Regions from separate parts of the Mus musculus genome. Here regions 1 and 3 are each linked to region 2. The links are chromatin contacts, called in public HiChIP or PLAC-seq and Micro-C maps. All regions are on one chromosome and are shown on one strand. Each heading gives the region's core, a stretch centred on a gene start, on an enhancer-like site or on the middle of the called end of the contact. The rest is flanking DNA. Distances are from core to core; before and after follow the strand shown.

Evidence for each region. A called contact is a pair of places that touch in the nucleus more often than the background predicts. HiChIP or PLAC-seq counts read pairs in DNA pulled down with a chosen protein or histone mark.
Region 1: a contact with region 2 is called in a Micro-C map of embryonic stem cells, with 2.9 times the contacts expected there. The contact joins the promoter of Gpr176 here to the promoter of Thbs1 in region 2. A contact is called at or near these places in 1 of 39 promoter capture datasets (embryonic stem cells) and 2 of 484 Hi-C or Micro-C datasets (embryonic stem cells and nephron progenitors).
Region 3: a contact with region 2 is called in an H3K27ac HiChIP or PLAC-seq map of cardiomyocytes, with 6 times the contacts expected there. The contact joins the promoter of 4930412B13Rik here to the promoter of Thbs1 in region 2. A contact is called at or near these places in 3 of 39 promoter capture datasets (embryonic stem cells, hematopoietic stem and progenitor cells and neutrophils), 2 of 15 datasets of contacts at CTCF or cohesin (the NIH/3T3 cell line and large pre-B cells), 2 of 484 Hi-C or Micro-C datasets (bone marrow-derived macrophages and epidermal suprabasal cells), 16 of 115 datasets of contacts at active chromatin or transcription factors (bone marrow-derived macrophages, cardiomyocytes, craniofacial prominence and 12 more) and 1 of 9 other capture datasets (liver).

What each region holds. Positions count from the first base shown.
Region 1 is chr2:118,372,005-118,374,959 of GRCm38.p6, forward strand. It overlaps Gpr176 (G protein-coupled receptor 176), which reads right to left and starts at 1,415. Exons shown (of 3, transcript NM_201367.3): 1 at 1,015-1,415. The coding sequence starts at 1,183.
Region 2 is chr2:118,110,500-118,113,390 of GRCm38.p6, forward strand. It overlaps Thbs1 (thrombospondin 1), which reads left to right and starts at 1,377. Exons shown (of 22, transcript NM_011580.4): 1 at 1,377-1,576; 2 at 2,116-2,210; 3 at 2,471-2,891. The coding sequence starts at 2,144. It overlaps Gm13986 (predicted gene 13986), which reads right to left and starts at 703. Exons shown (of 10, transcript NR_126479.1): 1 at 198-703.
Region 3 is chr2:117,820,602-117,823,349 of GRCm38.p6, forward strand. 4930412B13Rik (RIKEN cDNA 4930412B13 gene) reads left to right here and starts at 1,327. Exons shown (of 6, transcript NR_040631.1): 1 at 1,327-2,101.

The sequences.
Region 1 (2,955 bases), core at 165-2,664, 260 kb after region 2:
TAAATTGTAATCTTTTCACATTCTTAAAAATGTCACAACAGAGAATTTAAGCCTGTTTGCTAGTATCCATTGTGCTTGCCAAACCTCAATGGAAAGCAGTCTGATTGTACTGTTTATTGTTTAAAGAGTTGCCCTAAAAAGCAAGAGCCATTTAAGAGTAGGGGGGAGGAAAGATGAGTCTCACCCTAACCCACACACATTTTACTAGCCATTGCACAAGAAATTACAAGAACAGTAATTCTTTCATCCTTTTTATGTCCTGCAGCTCTTTTTGAAAACGGATCCAGTGCCCTGTAACAGAGTAGCGCAGTTCATTTTGGTCAATTTATTTTCTTTAATCCCCTCTGAACAAGGGAGGAAATCTATAATCTTCTGTGAGTGGTTTGAGACATTTGTTGTTGGTTTTTTTTTTTTTTTCTTATCTCTGTTATGCACTTAAAATACAGGTGGAGGAGTCCAGTGGGTTTCGTTTTACTCAAAGATTGTAAAATTATCTGAAGACAATGTAAAGTTTAACTTCACACGCTCTTAAAAAAAAAAAAAAAAAAAGTCCCCGTTACTAGAAACAAACCAAAACTGACATGTAAAATAGAGCTCTCTCAAAAATAATTATCTTATATCGGAAATAGTAGCGCAAAAACACATTTTTGACTGAGTTAACATTCCTTCATCAGTCACAAATTCCCCGGGAATCGTTGCTCCTATTTGTAAACAAGAGCTAGAGGCAGCGATGCTCCCGGGCACCAGAAGGTAAGCGGTGATGCGCGGAGTCTGAAGCTTTGGACAAGGGCTGTCTGGACAGGTCTTTCGCCAGAACCCTGTACCTGTACCATCCTGCCAAGAGAAGCCCTGTCCCAACTCTTCTGCTTCCAGCCTCCAGGCTGGAGGTGACCGTCCTTGCTTAACTTAAACCTCCTTCAACTCCCCGCACATGGCCAGGCACCCCGCACCCCACGGCAGCTCTTGTGTCCTCGGGAAAGTCCGGCCCGCTGGTGGCCCCGCGGGTTGGCTTACCCAGTAGCGAGCCAATGAAGATGACGACCTGCACGGTGGTGGTGAACTGGCGGTACAGCTGAGCCTCGCTCAGCTCCCCGAACGCGCTGAGGTTGGCGCCAGCCTCGGCGCCCGACGTGTTGCGCGGGTGGCTGGTGTTCGGTGACACCCAGCTGCTGTTGTGCCCCATAGCGAAGCCCGGGGTTTGCGCTCGTCCGCCTGGCCTCTGAGCCCAGCGCACAGCCGCTCCTGCCCCGGGCGTGGAGGGACCGACGCTCGGGAGCCAGGCAGCGTCCTGCAGAGCCGGCCAGCCGGCTAGCCCCTCACGTCTGCTCATCGCCTAGCCAGCCATCCGCGAGGAGGGGTGGGAGGGAGGTGCGGCCGCGCCCCATGCCTGCTCCCCCCTGGGCCCGTCAGCAACCACATGGAGGCGGCACGGTCACAGAGCATCGCTGGGCCCTCCTCCCGAGGGGGGGGGAGGGGGCGGGCAGCGCGGCCAAGCCCACCCAGCACACACATCGGTGGCTGCGGAGGACCCCGCGCACGCTCTGATCCTCTCTCCCTAGTGGGATGGGAGCATTTGGCTGAAGCTATATTTCAATGCCGCTAGTAGCTTCGAAGCTGGGGCGGTGCGAATCCCCATGAAATGCCCCAGCCTAGTGATCATAGCTGGGAAGGTGGGGGCTAAACCAAGGGCAGCCAAGGCTGGGCAACAGGCCCTGAGTGTCCACAGCTTGGCCCCCGCACACTCGGCTGAACGCCAGGACTCTGGGACGCTCAGCTGGGGTCTAATCCCCAGGGCTGCCTGAACCCCTGGAGCCGGCTCTGCACCCCCCGCCACTTTGCCTTTACAAGCCGCCCCCACCCTTGGCCTCAGCCCCACCACTCCAGGTCGGATCTTGGCTTGGACAGATTGTCGTGACCTAGCAGGGACCAGGTAGGATGCCCCTAGCGGGGCAGAGCCGCCGCCCGCTCTGCAGCCGGGCTCCCAGCGCGTGCCTGGGGCAGTCGGGGCCGCGCGGCAGGCAGGCGAGGTCACGTGACGCACGACCCACCCCCTCACGCTGCTGGTGAGGGACGTAGCGCCATTTTGCCCCAGTGGAGCGTGACTTCGTCGCGGGGCGCGTGGGAGGCGCGCAGTTTCAGTATCTAGCTGCTGAAGGATGCACTGCGTTTGCTGCTGTGGTTACTGCCCCAGCGTCCTTAGAGGTACAGCCTGCAGGCTCTATATCATTTGCCACTGCCATCTGGGCAGGGAGCCCAGCCTCCCGGGCCCTCCGTCAAGTCAAAGCCTTGTCCATCTTCGAAAGGTGGACTAAAGGAACCCACTGATGGTTTCCCAGGCCCTTTCATTGGGCCTCACCTCCACACGGGGCACTGCTAATGAATTCAGCGATGAAGACTTGGAGGGGGTTTCCTGCAGGCTGATGTAAATTGGGAAGTTGGGATAAGCAGGCATACAAGAAGAAATAATAAGGCAGGAGGAGTGAAATGGAAACAAGGAACTAAGAGAAGGATCAAGGGAAGAAAAATATAGAAATGAGCCAGGCATGGTGGTGCATACCTCTAATCCCAGAGTTTTGGAGGGAGAGGCAAGAGAATTGGGAATTTGCTACAAAATAAATTGGCAGGCTTGAATATGTGAGACCTTTCACGGCAAAAAAAAAAAAAAAAAAAAAAAAAAAAGTGGAGGTCACCTTGATCCCCAAATTTGAGACACACATTCTTTATGAAAATACAGAACCAGGGACAAGGTAACATCGGTCTTACGGTCGCGTCTTAGGTGGATTTTCCACTGACTACAATGATGAGTCAGGGGTAAGGTTCTATATGACATGAGGTGAGACATCATTTAAATGTTATACTTTCTGGTTAATATACAGCAAATTCACAAAATTCAGCGGCTTGAACAACCTATGTCGCCAGCGTCTGGCATCTGGAGGCTATTCGTCGCTGGCAGGA
Region 2 (2,891 bases), core at 127-2,626:
CACTCACACACCTTGTCACCGAACACTCCCTCCCACACAAGGAAAGTGAAATTGCTGTGTGATGAGCATAAAGTCCTGGGTGTTTCCAAGGTTTGGGAGTCCAGCCAGGTGTAACTGATAAGGGGAGGGAGCCCCAGCTGTCCCTCAGCCGGCCCCGCCCTGATTCTGCCAAGATCCTTATTTGGTGATGCTTTTACCTGGATCCCTGGACTCAGAGCCAAGCCTGCTCACGCAGGGCCACAGCTGGAGAAGCATCGCCGCCGCTGACGTCCCTTCCCAAAGAGATGAATGGAATTCCAGGCAGCTGGAGTCATCTTGGCTCCGGACCGATGGCATTGAGACCAGACTTCAGAGACAAAGGATCAGGCAGCAGTCTACTGATGGAAAAGTGTATACCCACAGAAATGTAAACCACACCTCGGTTTTGGGAGCCGAAAAAATGAAAAAAAAACTGTTTAGGGAGAAAGATGGGAAATAAAATAATAGGTAGAGAGTAATTTATAACTCTACGGGTCCGTTCTGTAAATAGTGTAAGATCCTGGAGCCAGATGGTTCAGCAAATTCTCCTATCGGGAGTCACGTTAAGAAACACGAGTGGGCACAAAATTGTTTTTCAAGACACAATTTCAATTTTGCCTTGAGGGAGCGGGATATAAATTCGCTTCCTTAAAATGCCGCTAAAAACTCTCCGAAAGGATCCCCTAAATCAGAATACATATACCGCCCCCAAGCGGCCATCTGAGGAAGCAAAGTAGAACTGGGGAAAAAACTCTCGACTTGGACAGTGAGTCGGAAGGCGACCTCCGTGCACGGTCCTGCTGGCCCTGTGCAACACCGTGCTGACACCCTTAGTGAGTCAGACGGAAGGCAGGCGTGCGGGACAGGAGTGAAGCGCAAAGTATAGATGACATGGGATCCCCCACCCACCAGGATTGACTCAGGAGGCAGCTTCCTTTAAGGGGTCCAACCTTTTGCCCTCTTTTATTTTTAAACCAGACTGTCTCGATCCCCAAGCGTCTCTGTCATGGAATTATTCAAGGAGATGTGCTTTAATGAAAGCCTCCCTAAAGGGTCTTAGGTGGTCCCCAAAGAAGCATCGCGTCTGGGGACTCTCATGCAGAACGTCTCCAGTTCACATGGCGCAAGATCCTAAGCGCTAAAGGCTGAGTACGCCAAGGCTGCGTGGGCGGAGACCTATTTTTCTGACAAGTTCCAGGGCTCCTGTGCGGGATCGGAGTCTCCCCCTTCACTTTCAGCCCGAGAGCTGTGCGCCAAGCAGCAGGGGGCGGAGAAATGAACCCGTCCGTCCCCGTCCCCCGCCCCCGCCCCCGAGAACCCTCCCCCCTCCCTGCTTCCTGCCTCTTTAAAAGGTCCTGGGCTCCTCAGTCAAGCCAGCCACTGCCTGGAGTCAGCCAGCCTCATCGGACTTCTGCAGGCAATCGCGAAGCTGCTATCCAGTTCTGCCACGGTCTCTCCCGGCGCACCGGCAGTCTCAGCGTCTTCACCGGACTCAGCGTCCTTGTCCTTCACTTCACCTTTGCCACCTCTCCGGGTTACTGAGCCCCGGTGCACACAGGTAAACCTCCCGCCTCTGCGGAGCACCTGGCCGGCCACCTCAAAGCCCCAGGCTGCAGATGATCAGCGCTACTCCTCATCTCCTACTCTTCCCCTTCTGGTTTTCCTAACTCCTTTATCCTGCCCCGTCTATCCCCTGGAAAGAACTTTCCGGAGCTGGTTCTCTTCAGCCTTCGGGTTCACAAACTATACCTCCAAGACACCCCAAGATTTTCTCCCCAGTAGTCTCCAGGTTACCCCTGACTGTCGCCATCCAAAATACATTCTGTAATCTTGTCTAAAGGGGCGGGGGGGAGGGGACGGACCCAAGTCACTTTATACCCTTTATCCTGGAACTCCAACAATCCCCCTGCCTCTGGCGCTCTTTTTATACTGGATACCGTTTGGAAAGTAAACCCTTCTTTTTCAGCACATATGGGGCAAAAGAAGAAACACACACACACACACACACACACACACACACACACACACACACACACCTCTGCCCTTCCACCTTGCTTCCTGGTCTCTGACTCTGGCCTCCTGTGCTTCTTGCTACAGGCTCCGTGTTGGGCACAAAGGCTCCACCATGGAGCTCCTGCGGGGACTAGGTGTCCTGTTCCTGTTGCATATGTGTGGAAGCAACCGCATTCCAGGTGAGTTTGTGATATATTCATTTTCCTCCCCCTTCTCCTCTCTCTCTCTCTCTCTCTCTCTCTCTCTCTCTCTCTCTCTCTCTCTCGATAGCTCCTGTGTTTCCTTGGAGTCCTTATCTCCTGATAAGGATGCAGCTTCCCTCGCTCAGCTTTCCATAATTGCCATTATTGTCACGAGTTCCCACCTTGGCTCCTCACAGCCAGAACTTTACCCCCTTATACCTAGCCTAGAAAGCCGATTGTCTTCTCTCTCCTTACAGAGTCTGGGGGAGATAACGGTGTGTTTGACATCTTTGAACTCATTGGAGGTGCACGAAGGGGCCCCGGTCGCCGACTGGTGAAGGGCCAAGATCTATCCAGCCCCGCCTTCCGCATTGAGAATGCCAACCTGATCCCCGCTGTGCCGGATGACAAGTTCCAAGACCTACTGGACGCTGTGTGGGCCGACAAAGGCTTCATCTTCCTGGCTTCCTTGAGGCAGATGAAGAAGACCCGGGGCACACTCCTGGCTGTGGAACGGAAAGACAACACTGGCCAGATCTTCAGTGTGGTCTCCAACGGCAAAGCTGGCACCCTGGACCTGAGCCTGAGCCTGCCAGGGAAGCAACAAGTGGTGTCAGTGGAGGAAGCTCTCCTGGCCACTGGCCAGTGGAAGAGCATCACGCTGTTTGTTCAAGAGGA
Region 3 (2,748 bases), core at 77-2,576, 290 kb before region 2:
AAACTAAGATTCTAAGTGCCTTCAAAGCACACCATAAATGGAGACAATAAACATAAATATGATTATGTTAAATCTTCTCAAAGTTACCTGTTGCCTGTAACCCTCACAATATATAAATTGCTCAGCTTCATTTGAAAACTGACCTAAAAGTTGAAAGAAGCTCTAAAGATGAACAAAATTTCCAATCAGTACATTTGTGTAGCCATTTGAGTAAACTTGATCTGGTGCTCACACAACAGTTGATGAAGAAGTGAATGGTGTGGCTGGCAGGAGTTGGCATGGGTCAGCATGTGGCTGCATGTGCCAAACTCTTATTTTGGCAGGGTGAATAAACTGTAAGTGAAGTTATCTTTTCCAACTCTTTGCAAGCCATAAGCAATTAAGATGCAAGTTTTAACATGCTGTCTGCATTTAGCCCCTAGGGAAAGTTTTGCCTTGCTTCATTTTGTTTGTTTATATATCTTCCTTAGAATCTTACCAAGAAATAGTACAATTTGCATGCATGGTAATTACTTAAATAAGAGGACTAAGTACAAGAACATATTTCCAAACGCCACGCCCAATGCTCTAGGGCTTGCGCTGCTAGCTTTTGAAAGGTTACACCTCCCTGAACAATTGAATATGGAACAAACATTAGAGTCACAATGCATGTCTCAGTAAAAAAAGGCTTAATGCCTCAGGCAATGATATTACCTATCAGTCCCTTAGTCTGTGGAGTGTATTCCGGTTACTTTTATACATTGGTATATATGGCTCTCTGTCTCTGTCTCTGTCTCTGTCTCTTTCTCTCTCTCTGTCTCTTTCTCTCTGTGTCTCTCTGTCTCTCTCTCTTTCTCTCATCTCTGTCCCTCTGTGTCTCTGTGTCTCTCTCATCTCTGTCTCTCTGTCTCTCTCTGTCTCTGTCTCTGTCTCTCTCTCTCTCTCTCTCTCTCTCTGTGTGTGTGTGTGTGTGTGTGTGTGTGTGTGTGTGTGTGTGTGTTTAGTATTTCAGGATCAGATTAGCATCTGAATTGGTGTATAAGTATACTCTAGTCCATTGAGGGAAATTATGAAATAAAAGGGTGAAGAAAGAGAGAAGTTACTCTCTATCTCTTAGTGTTGGAGCTGGTTAAGCACCTTCATCTGCTCCCTGACTGAGACACCATTGGACAACTGGTTCTTTGGTTTCACTGGGAATGAAAGCACACACCAGGTTTTCCTGGGCACCCAGCATGTAGAGAGCAGATCATGAGAGTTCTTAGCTTCCGTAGTCACCTGAGCCAATTCCATCTAGCAGAGTTACCATAAGGAACTGTGGGCACACATTCTGTGTTCTGTTTCTCTGGAGAACTCTGATACAGAACATGAACATAGGAAGTGGGATACTACTCTAACAAATATCTGGAAAATGTGTGTAAAGCCATGGAATGGGTACCTGAGTAAACACTGGACAAGCTTTTACACGTGTACTGGAGAAGAGGCTATTGAACAGGTCATAGTGAGGGCTCAGAAGAAAAGAGGAAAGCTGAGGAGAATGCTATCATGTTCTTGGAGAATACATAAATAAAATGTAGAGGTTACAGGTATGACACAGACATTAAGCCCAATTCTAATGAGGTCTCTGATGGAAACGAGAACCATGCTATTGGGAGACAGAAGAAGGGACCTTGTTACTAAGCAGCATAGAACATGACGAAATTATGTTTGTACCCTCATATTTTCTGGAAAATAATTTGAGAGTGATTAACGAGATACTTAGCCGGGTCGGTTTCCAGAGGAAAGTATTGAGGGACTTGACTGCCCCTGGCTGCTTCTAAGACATGAAGGGGTCATTAAGCCAAACAGAACCAGAACTGCACAAACTTGAGCTGTTCTCAGCATGTCCGTACTGTAAGAAGTGGGAAAAGATGTTTGGAACAGAGTACAACACTCAGGAAATATGACTCACCACTTGATAAGACAATTGGTCCAGACATGAGCTATCAACATAATCACCCACCTCAGCAGAGGCCAGGAATAAACACGGGAATTTTACCAATAGAAACTTTGCCACACCGAACTAAGGCAAACAGCACTGAATGAATGAAGTCTGAAAACATCCTATTTCACATATATAAAAAAGGTGAGTAGCAATGGGGTGGCAATCCAGAGGCCAATCAGGTAGGCCATTCTCATTCTCGCCACAGGCTAAGGGGGCAGGGCTGCTCTCTCCACATACTGTCAAAGCTATGCAAGCATACTGTGGCCCATTCCATAGTGACTCCTGCTAAAATCAGGCATGTAACTTTGTGTAACAAAAAGGAGAAAAGGAAACATAAATCTCCAAGGAGTATTAAATGTCTCTCACATAGCTGCTCGATGAGAGAAAACAAGATTAAGTTTGGAAATTGCGGGTATGTTAAAAAGACAGAAATGACTTAGGATCTTGGGATGGTCCAACCCTGGTCTCTCATATCTTCTCCTTTCTCTCAGTCCTTATTTACTAATTTCTTCCCTAAGCCACTCATTTACACAATAGACATGTACTGAGTTCCTGCCTGACACGAACTGTGCAAGTTGTCAGCATTAAAGATATGATTACAACTCAGCTCAGTCATGAAGAACTCCATAGGCTAACATGCAAATAAATGTGTGTAAATGGGCCAGTGAGATGGCTCTGCGGTTAATATCATTGACTGCTCTTTTGAAGGTCCTGAGTTCAAATCCCAGCAACCACATGGTGGCTCACAACCATCTGTAATGAGATCTGACTCACTCTTCTGGAGTGTC